2 separate regions of the Lactuca sativa genome follow, and region 2 is linked to region 1. A link is a contact called in public Hi-C data. All regions are on one chromosome and are shown on one strand. Each heading gives the region's core, a stretch centred on a gene start, on an enhancer-like site or on the middle of the called end of the contact. The rest is flanking DNA. Distances are from core to core; before and after follow the strand shown.

What was found. A called contact is a pair of places that touch in the nucleus more often than the background predicts.
Region 2: a contact with region 1 is called in a Hi-C map of leaf, with 4 times the contacts expected there. The contact joins the promoter of LOC111921672 here to the promoter of LOC111921670 in region 1. A contact is called at or near these places in 2 of 4 Hi-C or Micro-C datasets (both in leaf).

What each region holds. Positions count from the first base shown.
Region 1 is chr9:8,685,792-8,693,355 of Lsat_Salinas_v11, reverse strand. LOC111921670 (vicilin Cor a 11.0101) reads right to left here and starts at 3,109. Exons shown (of 6, transcript XM_023917252.2): 1 at 2,724-3,109; 2 at 2,258-2,627; 3 at 1,990-2,168; 4 at 1,818-1,901; 5 at 1,474-1,743; 6 at 826-1,393. The coding sequence starts at 3,074. The coding sequence ends at 959. LOC111921671 (type I inositol polyphosphate 5-phosphatase 4) reads left to right here. Exons shown (of 11, transcript XM_023917253.3): 11 at 1-143.
Region 2 is chr9:8,863,582-8,871,145 of Lsat_Salinas_v11, reverse strand. It overlaps LOC111921672 (CST complex subunit STN1), which reads left to right and starts at 4,088. Exons shown (of 2, transcript XM_042898514.2): 1 at 4,088-4,812; 2 at 5,049-5,542. The coding sequence starts at 4,452. The coding sequence ends at 5,173. LOC111921673 reads right to left here and starts at 1,026. Exons shown (of 3, transcript XM_023917256.2): 1 at 845-1,026; 2 at 179-333; 3 at 1-83. The coding sequence starts at 320.

The DNA.
Region 1 (7,564 bases), core at 1,860-4,359:
ATTTTTATTTATGGCCTCATAGAACAGTTAGCTTGGCAGCCCATATACCTCTCGGCCCTTTGTATAGTCTGGCGGATGAGATGTATATATGTGTTGTATGATCGCATAATGGACGTTTATAGAATTATCTTCACCAACATAAACGGTATTATTGTATCATTGATAACTCATTAGATCCTATATAAATTGTAATTTGTAAAACAAAAAAACAAAAAAAAAAAAAAAAAAGCGCGTATCATTCAACCTGAATCTATCCAACCATGTACCAATATATACGATGTTAATAATTAGAACAAGAAAAACAAAGAGAATCTCAAAGGTCCCGGATCGAATTGCAGGCTTTATTGAATAAAGAAGGCTTGTTTGGATAGCCTTAATTCACGCTTACAACAGAAATGAGAAAAACTAGCAACAAAAAGCAACAAATCAGTATTGTAATTTGTAAAACTAGGACTTAAATATGACCAGAAAACTAATAGAAAAATACTAATGGGTACTTATGACTGTTATTTTCATACGATGCCACATGTTAAGTAATTTCTATATAGTGTTTTCTATGGAATCTTTTCTTTCTTAAATCTACCACATATCATGAGACATACTGGAGTTCATATGTTGATACTGGCAATGTTTGTGTTAACTATTGTCATTTCATATCTTATTGGGGATCATTTCTTTCCTTAATTTTAATATATACACTATCAAAACTTTTTGATAGAAAAGTTTTTACTTTTTACGAATATGGATTATATATTTTCCTTAACCGATTGAAGAATTAACCAATAGAAAACGAGTCGAACAAAAAGGAAACAAGTTGGAACTCAGTTAAGAAAAATGTGTTGCCAACTTTGATAGTTGATACAACACACGAAAGGAAAGGCCGTTTTATTTATATAAACATTGTTAGCACATTAATTACCATTGATTACAACGTCAAAACTCAACAACCACATAAAGTTTAGGCAAAAGCACGACCGCGTCTCACCGGACCCTTGAAGAAGAGCTTCTTCTTCTGCTTCTCTATCACCTTTTGCACCTCATTCGCCGGAATGCCGAATGTAAGCTCCATCGCCTCATCCTCCCATTGGCTCATCACATTGTCCCTTCCGGCAAGTGGGAACCACTCGTTTCGATCTGAGTTCAGCCCGAATCCTATCACTTCCAGGTTCTGCTCGCCGGAAGCTTCAAGTACAACAGGGTGACCAGCCGGAATCACCACCACGGTTCCCCGTCGAATCTGAGAGTTCACTTTCTCGTAACCAGGCGAAGTTTCAATGTTCCTACCAGCTTGCTCGGATAAGTGAGGGCATGCCATCTCAAATAGACCGACACCGTCGGCCACCACCAACACCGTCGTCGTCTTTGTGTTGTAAAACGGCCCCGCCATTGATCCCTACCAAATCAAAACCATTATTACTCCATTTTTATTGATTTTGTTCGAGAAACTGAGCCAGAGTTTAGAGAAACACACACCTGTGTTATGTTGAACAACGAAAAGGCGACATTCATGTCTCGAAGATCCGAAAAATCTTTGGAATCGACCTCATGGAGGTTTCCATACTCGTTTTGGACCGACGGCTTCTCCTTGTAGATATTGTAAGGACCCTTTCTTTCTCCAAACGGCCATGTTCGAGTTTCATCTTTGCCACTCAACGCTCTGATTTGTTCCTCCGTAGCTTTCTTGAATATCCCTTGTTGTTGTTTCTGTTGCCCAAACAGTTTCTCCAGCGAACCTCGATCCATCTATACAAGAATTCGCAAACATCAACACTCGATATCCATCATTTCATCGTAGAATCCAAAGAAACGAGACTTACATCGAATGCAGCTTGAAGAACTTCGTTGCTGAATGCATTGAAAAACGATGATTCGGGGTTGTCACCTCCTACGCCGACGAATGTCTGAAATCATAAATGTAATCAACACCATTAATTTCTTCGATCTGAATGTAGTAATCCCAACTAATTATGAGATGAATTCGAATCTCACCTGCAACTCACCGGGGACGGAGATGGAATGTAGAATCTTCGCCAACACAAGTTTTTCGTTGTTGTGTCGGTTAATCAGATACGCGTTGATTCCGGCGGGTACTCGGAAAATATCGCCACGTTTTATGTTGTGATTTTCTAATGAATTTTCTGTGTTGGTCAAACTGATAGTCCCCTCTCCTGTGAAATTGATCAAAACCCGTTAAAAGATTTGAAATATAATTTGAATCAACTTAATTGGTTAATGGCGATCCAAGAAGTTTTGATACCATTTGCAACGAAGAACAGAGCGTCTGCATCCCAATGGTTTGGAATTATGAAGGTCTGAGGTTGAGCTTCGAGAATTGCCACCCGGTATTTCCCGATACCTTGGAAAAGTTCCGATCGATCAGTGAACTTCTGAAGAACCCTAACACTCCCTTGTTCGCTTTCTATCCTTGTTGTGAAGTGATGATCTTCAAAGACGTAAGGGTTATTTAATTGTTGTCCTTTCCCATACTCCCTTTCGCCTTTTCGGCTCTTTTGACTCATGCTGGTGTCATCACCACCTCTGCCGCGACGCTTCCCTTGCTCCGGCCGGCCGTATTGCTCCATGCATGTCCGGAAGCATTCCGGATCTTCTTGCTCTCCTTTGCTCCCCTAGTGATCATACCGGAATTAAAGGAATTTGAGAATATGCAAATCGTTGTTCACAAATCCCTCGATCGGAAAGTATTTATAGTTCACATTAATTACCTGGCAACTCTGGTGGCATTTCCCCACCATCTCACGGAGTTCACGTTCTATGTCAGCAAAAACGATGTCGTATTGACCACCACCCTCGCCGGATCTGCCACCGGATTGTCCTCTTTCTCTTCTCTGGCCACCTTCTCTTTCCCTCTTCTGCTTCTCTTGATGGTACTTTTCGCAACTCTGCTTGCACGTAAGCTTCTCATCTTGCTCCGCCCCCCGAAGCTCCTCGCACTTGAGCTTGCAAACACCAAGTTCTCGATCTCTTTCACTCCGAGCTAGACTCACGGTGGCAGAAACAAGGCACACAGCTACAAACAACGACAAAACCAAACAAATTCTTCCTTTAACTTCCATATTTTCCGGTTTGACTTGCTGATTGTCTTCCAATCATCTACATCTATATATAGTGAAACTCGTGTAATGGATCATCATATGAGGTGTCCGAAGCGAGGATGAAGTGGAAGCATGCATGGCGGCAAGTGGCGAAATGGCTTCATACGTGTCAGCAGAAATGCCAGCTGAGACAAGAGGACAAAAGGGTGGTACTTTATGGATTAGGATTTATAGTTTTATGAAACAGTGGTGGCCACGTGAGGAGAAGTGGGTGATCACGTGGCTGTACGTCTGTACGGCGAACTTGAACAAGACGACAGAATATGTATGCAGCAAACAGTGTAAATGAGTGTTGGGAGCTGGATTTTGTCGTTATCATCCTTTAGATAATTAGATTACGATAAGTTCGGCTACATTGTTTTGTCTTTTTTTATGGGTGTTATGAAAAAAAAAAAAATTCTATTATTTATTAGCTTATTAGTTTATAAGTAAATATATGAGATAATTTATGAAAAAATAATTTATTAAAGGTTTTTAGTTGAAATAAACTATTTTTCATCTAAACATTTTTTTAATTTATATCGGTGTAAAACCTCTAATAGGCTAATAAATTTTTTTTTCTAAATACTTCATAGCATCTGAAAACAAACAAACTTATATTTTATTGTGGAAGTCTTTTTATTAATAATTTTCTTTTTCAAAGTGAGTGTCTAGTTTGATAAATGATAGTGATATTGAACTAGTATTTTGTCATAACGTGGCGTAAATATATTTTATAAATTGAATTCTAACGATTATATTGATAAATTTTAAGAACTATTGTATGTTTTAGTAGATAAATATAAAATATCGGTACCAGTGACAAAACTATCAGTGGATAAGATATACGCAAACGTTTAGAAAGCTGAGAATGTTTAAAGTCAAGGGAGATAAAAGTGACATTTGACAAAGATGACGGGTGGTAATCGTAGGAAAATCATAAACGTTTGTTGTGGTGGCAACAATACATTAGTACAGTTACATTTATTGGTAGATAAATATAAAATGTCGATATCATTGACAAAACTGTTGGTGGATGAATAAACACAAAAGTTTAAAAAGTCAAAGGGGGTGAAAGTGACATTTTACAAAGATCAAATTCGATGAGGTGAAAGTGACATCTGATAAAGTTGACGGATGGTAACCATATGAAAATCATATTATACATACTATGTGGGTTAAACACAAAACATTAAAAAATAGAGGGGTGAAAATGACATTTCAGAAAGTTGAAAGTCGAGGGACTAAAAATGACAATTTACAAAGTAAAAGGTTGAAAAATGTACGAAAATAATATATATATATATATATATATATATATATATATATATATATATATATATATATATATATATATATATATATATATATATATATATATATATATATATATATATATACAAAACTTTAAATAATAAAAAGGGTGAAAGTGATATTTTAGAAACTTCTAAGTCAAGGGACTGAAATGATATATTTTGCAAAGTAAAGGGAGGAAGGATGTAACATTCCTAAATACGAGGGTAAAAAATTCATTTTTAAAACAATCAAAACACCCATTTATCATTTAAACAAATCCTTAAAGATATTTTATAATAAAAACAGTTATCGGAGTACAATTCCAAAATCTTAAAGGTGCGAAAAATATAAGTGTATGCGCTGCGATCAAGCCGGGGCTTTCCCTTTCGAACCGAAAGTACCTGAAACCACATACAACAACTATAATCACAAAGCTTAGTGAGTTCCCCGAATATCACATATCATACATAACATACAAGTTATACATATCAAACATGCAATAGGAGGTGCTATGTGCCAATTATAGTCTTGTCATTATGCCACGAGCCGTATCATGGTTTTTCTTTGCCAAGCCAGGGACCAAAACCCTGGGTCTTACAGACAAGTGCCAGGAGCCACCTCCTGGTCTTCCATGCAAGTATCATGACAACTAGCATATAATCTACAACTACTTATCTACTTAACTGCCAGAGTCCAAACTCTGGTCTTGCATATAGATCTGTCAGGAGCCACCTCTTGGTCTTTCATACAAATGCCAAGGACCACCCTTGGTCTTCCTATATTACATAAACCGATTGGGCCGGCATTGGTGCCTTCGACCCATAGTATAGTGAGGAGACTCACCACGCACTGCTGAATCACATTGCTAATCCCTGGCTGCTGGTCCGACAATTCCCCGAGCTATCAATATCAAATAACAGCAAATTAACATTTGGATTCCAACGTAAATCCAACAATCCAAACATGGGTAAAAAGACCATTTTACCCCTCTGTAACGCCCGTAGATCCGGACTAGTAAATTAAGAGACAATAAGTGTCGAAAACGACTTTTTGATATAAGATTATTTAGAATGAATAATCTTAACTAATTTGTAGTGGTCGTGACAAGGTTTCCGAATATATAAAGAATGTCAAAATCCGAGTTATAACCAAGAAGTTATGATATGTCGAAGTTTCGTGACAGAACCAGCACGACACCGCGCGACGTAAATAGTGAATTTATGTTAGAGCGATATTTGGCCTTAGCGATCTAAATGAAGGTTGTAGAATACGTTAAACCGAGAGCGTGCATAAAAAGAACGCCCAAATCTAACTTCGCATGAAGAAGTTATGATTTTTCGAAGTTAGCGGTATGCAACCCGAATACTCGATTTGAGATCGATTAATTTCTAGCCGAAACAATCTAAACGAGAGTCGAAGATCTCATTAATAGTAGTGCAACGGTAAAAAGACAGACGAAAACGGAGTTTAGATGAAGGAGTTATGAATTTCTAGCGGAGTTTTCCTGTCTCGGCCTACTAAAAATAATATAATAAAAATAAAGTCAAAATTAGCCGACAAAGTCTAAATGAAAGTTGTAGATCTTGTTTTTACCTAGGCGTCGATATAAATAATGTCGAAAACGGAGTTCGTATGCGAAAGTTATGATTTTCTGAAGTTCGGGGCACGAAACCCTAAGACTGTCAGAGACCACGACGTGAAATAAGTGGTCACGACGTGGCATGTCTTCTGACGCCTCCTGGAGTCTGCCAGGCCCAACTTGCGATGACGAATGCAGTGATGATCAATCCCACGACGTGAAAGTACTGGTCACGACGTGGAAAATGAGAATTTTGTCCTATAAATAGAAATCAAGGGCCAACCGATTATGGTTGCTCCATCTCTTATCTCCCAATCTCAATACACTCACTAAGCCCTATTTTAACCCCCCGAAGCCCCGGTATCATCTCGAGACCTGAAGCAAGTCCCAAAGCCCGAAGATCCCAAGAAGAAAAGAGTTTCCGAGCTGAAGCTCTGTCCACTAGAAACCCGGTGTGTGAAGATATCCCGGTTTCACCAAAGAATTACTACTTGGAGGGCCGTAGTGTCGTCCGATCATCTTCTGATCAAGTGAGTGTATAGTCACTTTCATCTTACACATAGATATGGATTATTTTATAAAATACATGTTATGTGTATATATATTGTTGTTTATATGTGTGAGTGTATAGTCCCTTTCATAAACACGATTTTAATACAAGTATCGGTTGAATGTATTACATCTATGTTATGTGTAAGTGTATAGTTACTTTCTTCTAACACATAAATATGATGTATTTTCTATGAAATACGTGCTATGTGTTTATATATTGTTGTTTATTTGAGATGAGTGTGGTATGGATGTTTTATATAGTGTTTAAATGAGTTAAACTGTATATGTATTTATATATACAAATATGTTGAGTAGAACATGGGTAGATGATATAGTTGGTGTGTGATGAAAGATGGTATGAGTAAACCTTGGCAGCTATTGTCTTAGTGCCTAACAAAGAACCCTGGAAACTATTGTCTTAGTGCCTAATAAAGAACCTTGGCAACTATCGTCTTAGTGCCTAACAAAGAACCCTGACAGCTATTGTCTTAGTGGCTAATAAAGAATCTTGGCAGCTATCATCTTAGTGCCTAACAAAGAACTCTGGCAGCTATTGTCTTAGTGCCTAGCAAAGAACCAGGGTATCTATTGTCTTAGTGCCTAATAAAGAAGTGTGGCATCTATTGTCTTAGTGCCTAACAAAGAACCCTGGCAGCTATTGTCTTAGTGCCTAACAAAGAACCTTGGCAGCTATGGATTTATTACCGTATAAATGAACCTTGGTAGCTATGGATTTAGTACCGTATAGATAAACCTTGGTGACTATGGAGTTAGCGCCTATTGTATAATCCTTAGTGACTATGGAGTTAGCGTCTGTTAAGTGAACCTTGGTGACTATGGAGTTAGCGCCTGATAGCTATGGATTTAGTACCTAAGAGATAAGTATTGGTAACTATGGACTTAGTACCTGATAGATAAACTTTGGCAGCAATGGACTTCGTGCCAATCCCTTAGGTTAATCCTTAGGAATGAATGAATGAAGGATAGTCGATTTTTAGGATAAAACCTTAAGAGTAAAGAAGATAATGAGGATGGGTAATTGGGT
Region 2 (7,564 bases), core at 2,839-5,338, 180 kb before region 1:
TAGGACCGACAACCCGCCCCTATACCCGTGCTGACTCAGCGCTTCAAAGTCTATCCCTTTGCTCTTCCGCTTTACAGATTCAACTGCATATAAAAAAAAATACAACAAAAACTAGGCTTATGTAGGGAGATGATGATGCACGGTTGTTTAAGAAATGGAAGATTTATTAAATTATTACCTCTAGATTTCGTTGATCCAGATCCACCACCAGAAACGATCTTTTTGTTCTTTTTTGGATTTTCATCTTTATCGGAAGCATCTGAATCAGGACTTGAAGAATCATCATCATCGTCACTCCATGGCATCATTCGTTTCATCATGTATTCGCTAAATCTGGTGATTGTGTCAGGTAGCTTGTTTTAATGATTCCCTATTATTAAGGGATTTTAATTTAGAAAATCTGGTGTTATTTAACATAAAGCTCTATATTTCCATAACGAAAATTAACATGAAATCTAAACCATAATCAAAGATAATCCAGTGGTAGACCATAAATCTGCCTAATTGAAATTCATGGTGCAATCTGAAGCATAGTGAAAGAGATACTCGCTCTTAAGGAGGACCACAACAGCAAATGTGGGGCATGTTAACATAAGCATGTATTATCAAAAGATCGTAAGGGTAGACTATATTCAATTGCGGAATTAGGGTTTCATTCGTAGTTCGATTTTGGGCATATGAACATGAAAAATTGAAGACATAGCTATTACATAGATAAGATCTTATGGAACGGTGTTTGATAATGGTTACCAATTTCAATTTTGTTGTGGAGTAACTTACAGTAGCTATTTTGTAAAAACCTAATTGCTAAAATCAGTAGAGCACAAGAAAGGAGATATAATACCACTGGAAACTACACATGGGAGTGATGGCCCTAGTTACGTTCGTTGTCGTTCGCCGGAATTCAAAGAATACTGACACTCCAACCAGCAATGAGCGCTGTAAAGTGTAAAACCCAAATCAGCAAAGCCGAGGTAACCTCCTGTTTTGAGAAGACGGATCCTCGTGCGCGAAAACTGGGTATAATTATAAAAAGTTAAAAACCTTTTATGTTGGGTTTATTTCCATATAGTACGACCCGAGTCTCGTTTTTAAAAATGTTAATTATTTCAACTACACATTTTCTTTCATTTGAACCAAAATTAAGATATTAAGTTTAATTATTTTGAGCAAATAAGTAATTAGTTTATTGGTATCCAGTTCCACTCATCCATCGAGATGAAATACCTCAGGTTGGAATGCCAATATATATAACGGGTCCAATCATCATCGGGATGACATACTATCGGTCCAATCAACTATCGGATTGGAATGCCCCCCGTCTGTTGGCTCACACACATAGCAGTAAAGTCTCGACTATCCATAATATGTGCCCATATAATAGATAACCATATAAACAATCTACTGACAATGATGTATGGATCACTAAGCATAACATCATCCTATATACCAGGATACCGATCTAATAGATCACTACAACACGATCACATACTATCACATAACATGATATCAAATATAAAGGCACGATCTTGGTGCCTTTAACCCACAAGTACAGTGAGGAAGGACTCACCTCAATCCACTGATAATCAAATGCATGCTCGGGTTGTTGAACCGGATAACCTTGCGCCAACTAACAAAATACAATCTTAATTAATAACTATCCTGGTAATCCAAAATCCGATGCCCACTCCATAAACCAACTTTCTAAAGGGTAAAAGACCATTTTACCCTTTTCTCATTTGTCCCAAAACCAAGGCCCAGTCCAATCACACAAAAGCCCAAGATGGCAACTCAAAGCCCAATATGGCCTAACTTCGTAATTGGGCCCAAAACTATCATGGGACCAAAAACCAGGAAGCCCACAGCCTAACCATGGCCCACAATCAGAAATTCAATGGCCCAACAAAGCCTAAAGCTACATCTCACGTCTTGACTAGCCTTGGTCACGTCATGAGAGCTCACTCAAACAGATCCCAACTCATCACGACTCACCCTAGCCAACTTAGCTAAGGGAAAGTCAACGGGGTTGCCCTCACGTCGTGAGGCCATGAGCCTTAAGTAGATAACTAGAAACGGGACCAAACGTTTCTCACGTCGTGAGAACATTATGAGGCTAAAAATCCAACTTTTAAGTCCTTAAACCATTAAGATTTCAATCCTAATTCTTCCAAAAGCTAACAAGGACTCTAAAGGCCAATAAAAACGATTACTTGATAGACATGCATGACAAGAAATCGCCCTAAAGTCAAACAAGATTCATAAATTATAACGATACTTCAGATCCATAAGACAAAATCACATAGAATGACTCATTGATCCATAAAGTTGCTAACTTTATAGATCCCAAACATGCAATCCATCATAAACATGCAAAAAAGGAGCTTAGAACTTAGATCTAACATTTGAGCTCATAAATATTTGATCTTGGACATTTACAATGGTCCAAAATGTGCACAAGATGACAGTGATGAAGCCTCCTTACTGAACCAACACTCTAGGACTTCTCATTCTCTTTCTTCTAGCCACTAAAACACTAGAATGGATCCAAAACCACCAAGATGGATTAGGGTTAGGGTTTTCCGAGTTAGGGGAAGGTGGGGGCTGAGAAATGAACCCTAAAACCGAGTTAAAGGGGGCTTAAATACATGGGAAACCCTAAAACTTTGTGGGTTTGGGCTGCAGCGATCCTCACGTCGTGAGCTCTTATTGCTCACGTCTAGAGCTCAGTCCCGGTTAAAATCTTCATGTGGCCCTCCTCACATCGTGAGGACCCATTTTTCTCCAAAAATCCAACCTTTTGACCCTCTAAAAGCCTAATTCGATTCCTCCAAGAAACGGATGTTACATTACTCCAGGTATAATTATAATATTTACAAGGTTTATGGTTCTCATCCTCATCTAGTCGATTGTATGTTTCATTATCACTCATAGCCACACGTTAAGGACAAGTTCTTATATCTCAAAGCATTAACTAAAAAATATATTATATTCTACCTATAACAACAACATTAATTATACATATATATATATATATATATATATATATATATATATATATATATATATATATATATATATATATATATAGTACTCTACCTTAAACAACATTAGTGGCTTAATAAACTTCCTCACCCGTTATCTAATATGCTTTTCCCTTTGCCCGTGGAAGGTCATTTTTCTTAACTTCACCTTCCTTCTGCTTGTTCGAACAACTGTAAGCCATGTTTCCCTTTACATGACAAGAATAACGTTTTTGTGAAGTCTTCTTTGGTGGCTTAGAGCAACCACAATGGTGAGTTCAATGAGAGAGTTGAATGAGGTGACAATTATAAATGTCATTCAATAGATGAAACTATAGTATATATTTAAGAAACTATACCATTATGAGATGACATCTTGACATTCAATGGATTTGGAGTTCAATGATCATTGAACTCTTCAACGGGAAAAAGAAAAGATTTAATTCTTAAATATATACTATAAATTACATTTCATAATATTCTATTAAACTTTGTAGAGTTTAATGTATTGTAGGAAAAAATGATAGAGTTGTATGAATCGTAAAAAGATAATGTGTCAATCCAATGAACTATATGGAGTTCAATGCATTGTGGATGTCCTTAGTGCAATGACTAGAGTAATGCCTTTTCTCACCACAACCGAATCATGAAATTTCCTCCTGATTCTTAGATTTTCCTTCCTAACTGTTGCTTCTATCATCAACTTTCTTCATCTTAAAACTAGAACTAGTCTTCCCATGGTTTGCCCTCATTGTCTTGTGTTTTATGTCTGTCCATTTGTCTCTTTCTTCCAATGCTCTCTCCATTTTTCTTGATTTCCTTACCGACATGTCAAGAGTGGCCGCCTCACTGAAAATTAAACCGGTAGTTCCAAGGTAAACCTCTAACAAATTGCATCACCTTTGTAGTGTCATCCGGTGCAAGTCTCTTGAGTTAAAACTCAAGAGGTTATGGAATCTATCACTATAATCATTTATAGTCATATTCCCTTTCTTCAAATCAAGGAACATATCAACATAGCAAACCTTATAATATCTAAGTTTTCAGTGTTTGACTTGGTTTTTAATTTTTTTTTCTTTACGTTTATATTTATGATCTATGAATTTGTTTTATTTATGTAATCTATATCCTTATCTTTTACCTCCTATTTGATCTCCTTACATCTTAATTTATCTTCTATTTGATCTCGTTGATAGGTTGTAACGGATCTTTTATTTTAGATAATCTTGTAATTAATCCCTATATCCGTCCATGATGTTTGGAATTTACTTTGAAAATCATTTATCGACTTGTCAGCCAAAAACCAACAAACTTAATAAAGTTTTTTTTTTTTAGTTAAATAAGTAAAACCTACTGCTCATCTAGTCATCTTTTTGCGTTCCTTATAGAAGTTTTTTCACACAATTTGAGGCTTTGTCGTCGCCCCTTCGCATGGAAGCTCTACACAATACTGACGTAAAGTTGCTGGCTTTCGATTTCCTATCATTAACGCCGTCATCTACACAACCGAACGCCGTCTGTCGTAGAGACACCCTCCTCATTTCTCGTGCAGAAACCCTAGGCGTGGTTACTAGCCGAGAGCACAAACCCGACATATTCCTTAGATTCACCATCGATGATGGCACCGGGTGCATCCCCTGTGTTCTTTGGCTCAACCAACTCACCTCTCCCTATCATTCCCGCCGTAGCCCACCAGATGTTCGACTAATTGCCGAATCGGCTCGCAATTTCGCAACCCTAATCCAAATTGGGGTTTCAGCTCGAGTGCGAGGCAAGGCTACGATCTACAGAGGTAAACTCCAACTTACTGTTTCGGATGTTTTTGTTGAAAGAGACCCCAACGCGGAGACTCTCCATTGGTTACAATGTATTCGTTTGGCTCAAAAATGCTACGATATTGTACCCCCTTCACTACCACCCATTAAAAGAAAAGCTAATGATTTAAAAGATTGAGTTTATGCCATTAACGAAATCATAAGCGATTATCTTGTTATTGAGACTACTGCCCATGATTGTGTGATTGTTTAGGTTCGAATAATCAGTTTGATCCTAGTTTCAATCCAAATGATCCTTATATCCAGGGGTCCCATGAAATGGTTACAAATATTTTACTTGGAGTTGGAGGTTTTTTAGTTCATTGTAATTTTAAATAGCACAAGGAGGCTAGCTAGTTACTCCCCAGGGCCCATGAGGAGCCCAATCTAGCATTGCCCAAAGCCCACAACGAGCTCTGAAAACTGATACGGTTGGCATGTGAGCATGTCCATCTTTGTTTAATGACAAGTGAAAATTGAATCATACACCATTTCTGTGATTTTTTAATGATAACTTGTGGTTATTTATTTTCGTACACTTTATGACCAAACAATGAATTTGGGTTTCTTTGTCTATGTTTTTAACTTTGGATTTATATAATGTTTTTCATATTTGTCTTTGTATTTAAATTATTAATGTAATGTGTAACGTGAAACGGTATGTAAGGGATTTTGGGGAAGGGAAATTTGAAGCCATGGGTTTAAGTTTTTGGTTGGTAGATTTGGATGGAATCTGACGGAGTCGAAATTTGATATCATATTACATGTTCAGTTCTAAAAGATTCTTTTAAACTCGGTCCTAGGGATGGATGAAAGGAATTCATTTCAATTTTATGTTATTTTCATCAAAATACCAAGATACCTTCATTAGATTCAATTTTGATAGATCACATTTAACCGCTTTGCATTCCAGTTTCATAAGATTCTATTTTCTTTGATAGAATACATTTCTTCCAAAATCAATTTACGAATCAAACACTTGGTAAAGTTTGTTTTTATTTATTTATTTATTAAAAGCTATTTTTCTTCTCGTATGTCTGCGGTGAGAAGACATCTCAACAAAAGACCGAATGGTTTTTGGAACACAATGCATCATACAAAAAAGTATTTTTGACATTTTTTCCTTGAAGACAAAAAAGTAACTTCTTGTTTTTGCAAACATCATAATCTTAGTTTCATCCATAATATTTCTTTTTTATGCCCCCCTCGTTCCCATCACTCTATCTGCACCATTGAAAACATCTATCGTCCTTCACCAAAACACCATTACCTTCGTCCTCTACATTGACTTCTTTTGCCGCTGCACCCACCCCACCACTGTGAACTCTCTCGTATCTCTTCCATTCCATCAGATGAATGATTTGTAGGTTTGGTTGAATGGTTCTTGTGCATCTTCACATCAATGCATATATATCAAACCCAAGTTCTCTTTCGATGCATCTTTCTTGGACAATTTTTGATTGAAATCTATTAGTTTTATAATTAATCTTGGTATGAAGTAGCGTCATTGCTAGTATTATGTTTTGAACAACTCCTTCTTATGATTTCAAATAAAAGAAAAAGGAAACAGGCCTTGTTTTTAGGAGAGAATTGGTACCATTGTACTTTCACAATCTTATCCTACGCCATCCTTCATTATACATCATTCCCACTCCCATGCTGATGATGTCTTGTTGGTCACATGCATTTTTAATCAACTGCTTCAGTTGTAGGGCTGAATAATGTTTTCTTGAGGTCCCATTGGCTCGTGTTTTCTAGGATAAGTTTTTAATTCCAAAATTTAATGTTTCATTGCTAATACTTTGGATACTAGAATAATCTATTCAATGAAAAAGCAAAAAGAAAACTAATTTTATAAAGTTCTTGATTGGTACTTTAGCGGATTTAACATTTTTTATTAGGGTAGTCATTGTGATAACACATTTATTTAGGAAACGGTACTATAATAAAAAGTAATCTATTTTTTTTTTTAAAATTTTATTTTTCCAAGTACATATATTGACTTTGGTGTAGGTCCGGCTTTATTTATGACGATGGTGAACAGAACAATTGACCATACATTAGAGGATTGCATTCAAGGTGGGGAAGAAACTAATCAAATATCCCTACCAAAAAGTGAGAAAGATGAATGTAGTATTAAGTAATGGGATTTGAACCGAATGAATTGTAGACATGCTGTAACTAATTAGATTGTTGGGTACACTCACTACCCGCCAAGGTTGCTTGTATTTGGAGTTCTAAAAAAATAACAGGACTTTAAACGAAATGAATTCTAAACATGTTGTATACAATTAGGCCGCCGGATATACTCCATACGCCAAGGGTATGGTGATAACATGGAGGCCCATGGAAAGTGAACACCGAGAGTCCTCTCTCTCTCTCTCTCTCTCTCTCTCTCTCTCTCCACGACGTGGTGGAAGAGAACATCACCCTCCAAGGTGGTGGTGGAGTGAAGCTGCCGATCTTGTGTCTCTTCATGACCAAGTGTGTTGCCACCATACCCAACAATCTTAGAGATGTACTAAACAACTATATAAATTTTCGGACTGTATATGTATATGTTTGAGGGGCTTTGGCTAGATTGATTACGAAAAGGACCCGCATTTTATTTTTTTTAATTTTATTTTTGGAACGACACAAAAAATGTAGGGTTATTTTAGCCAAACTTTGCTTATTAGATGTATTTAATTTTGAATTTTTTCTATGTCCGAAATATGTGTAATTTATCTA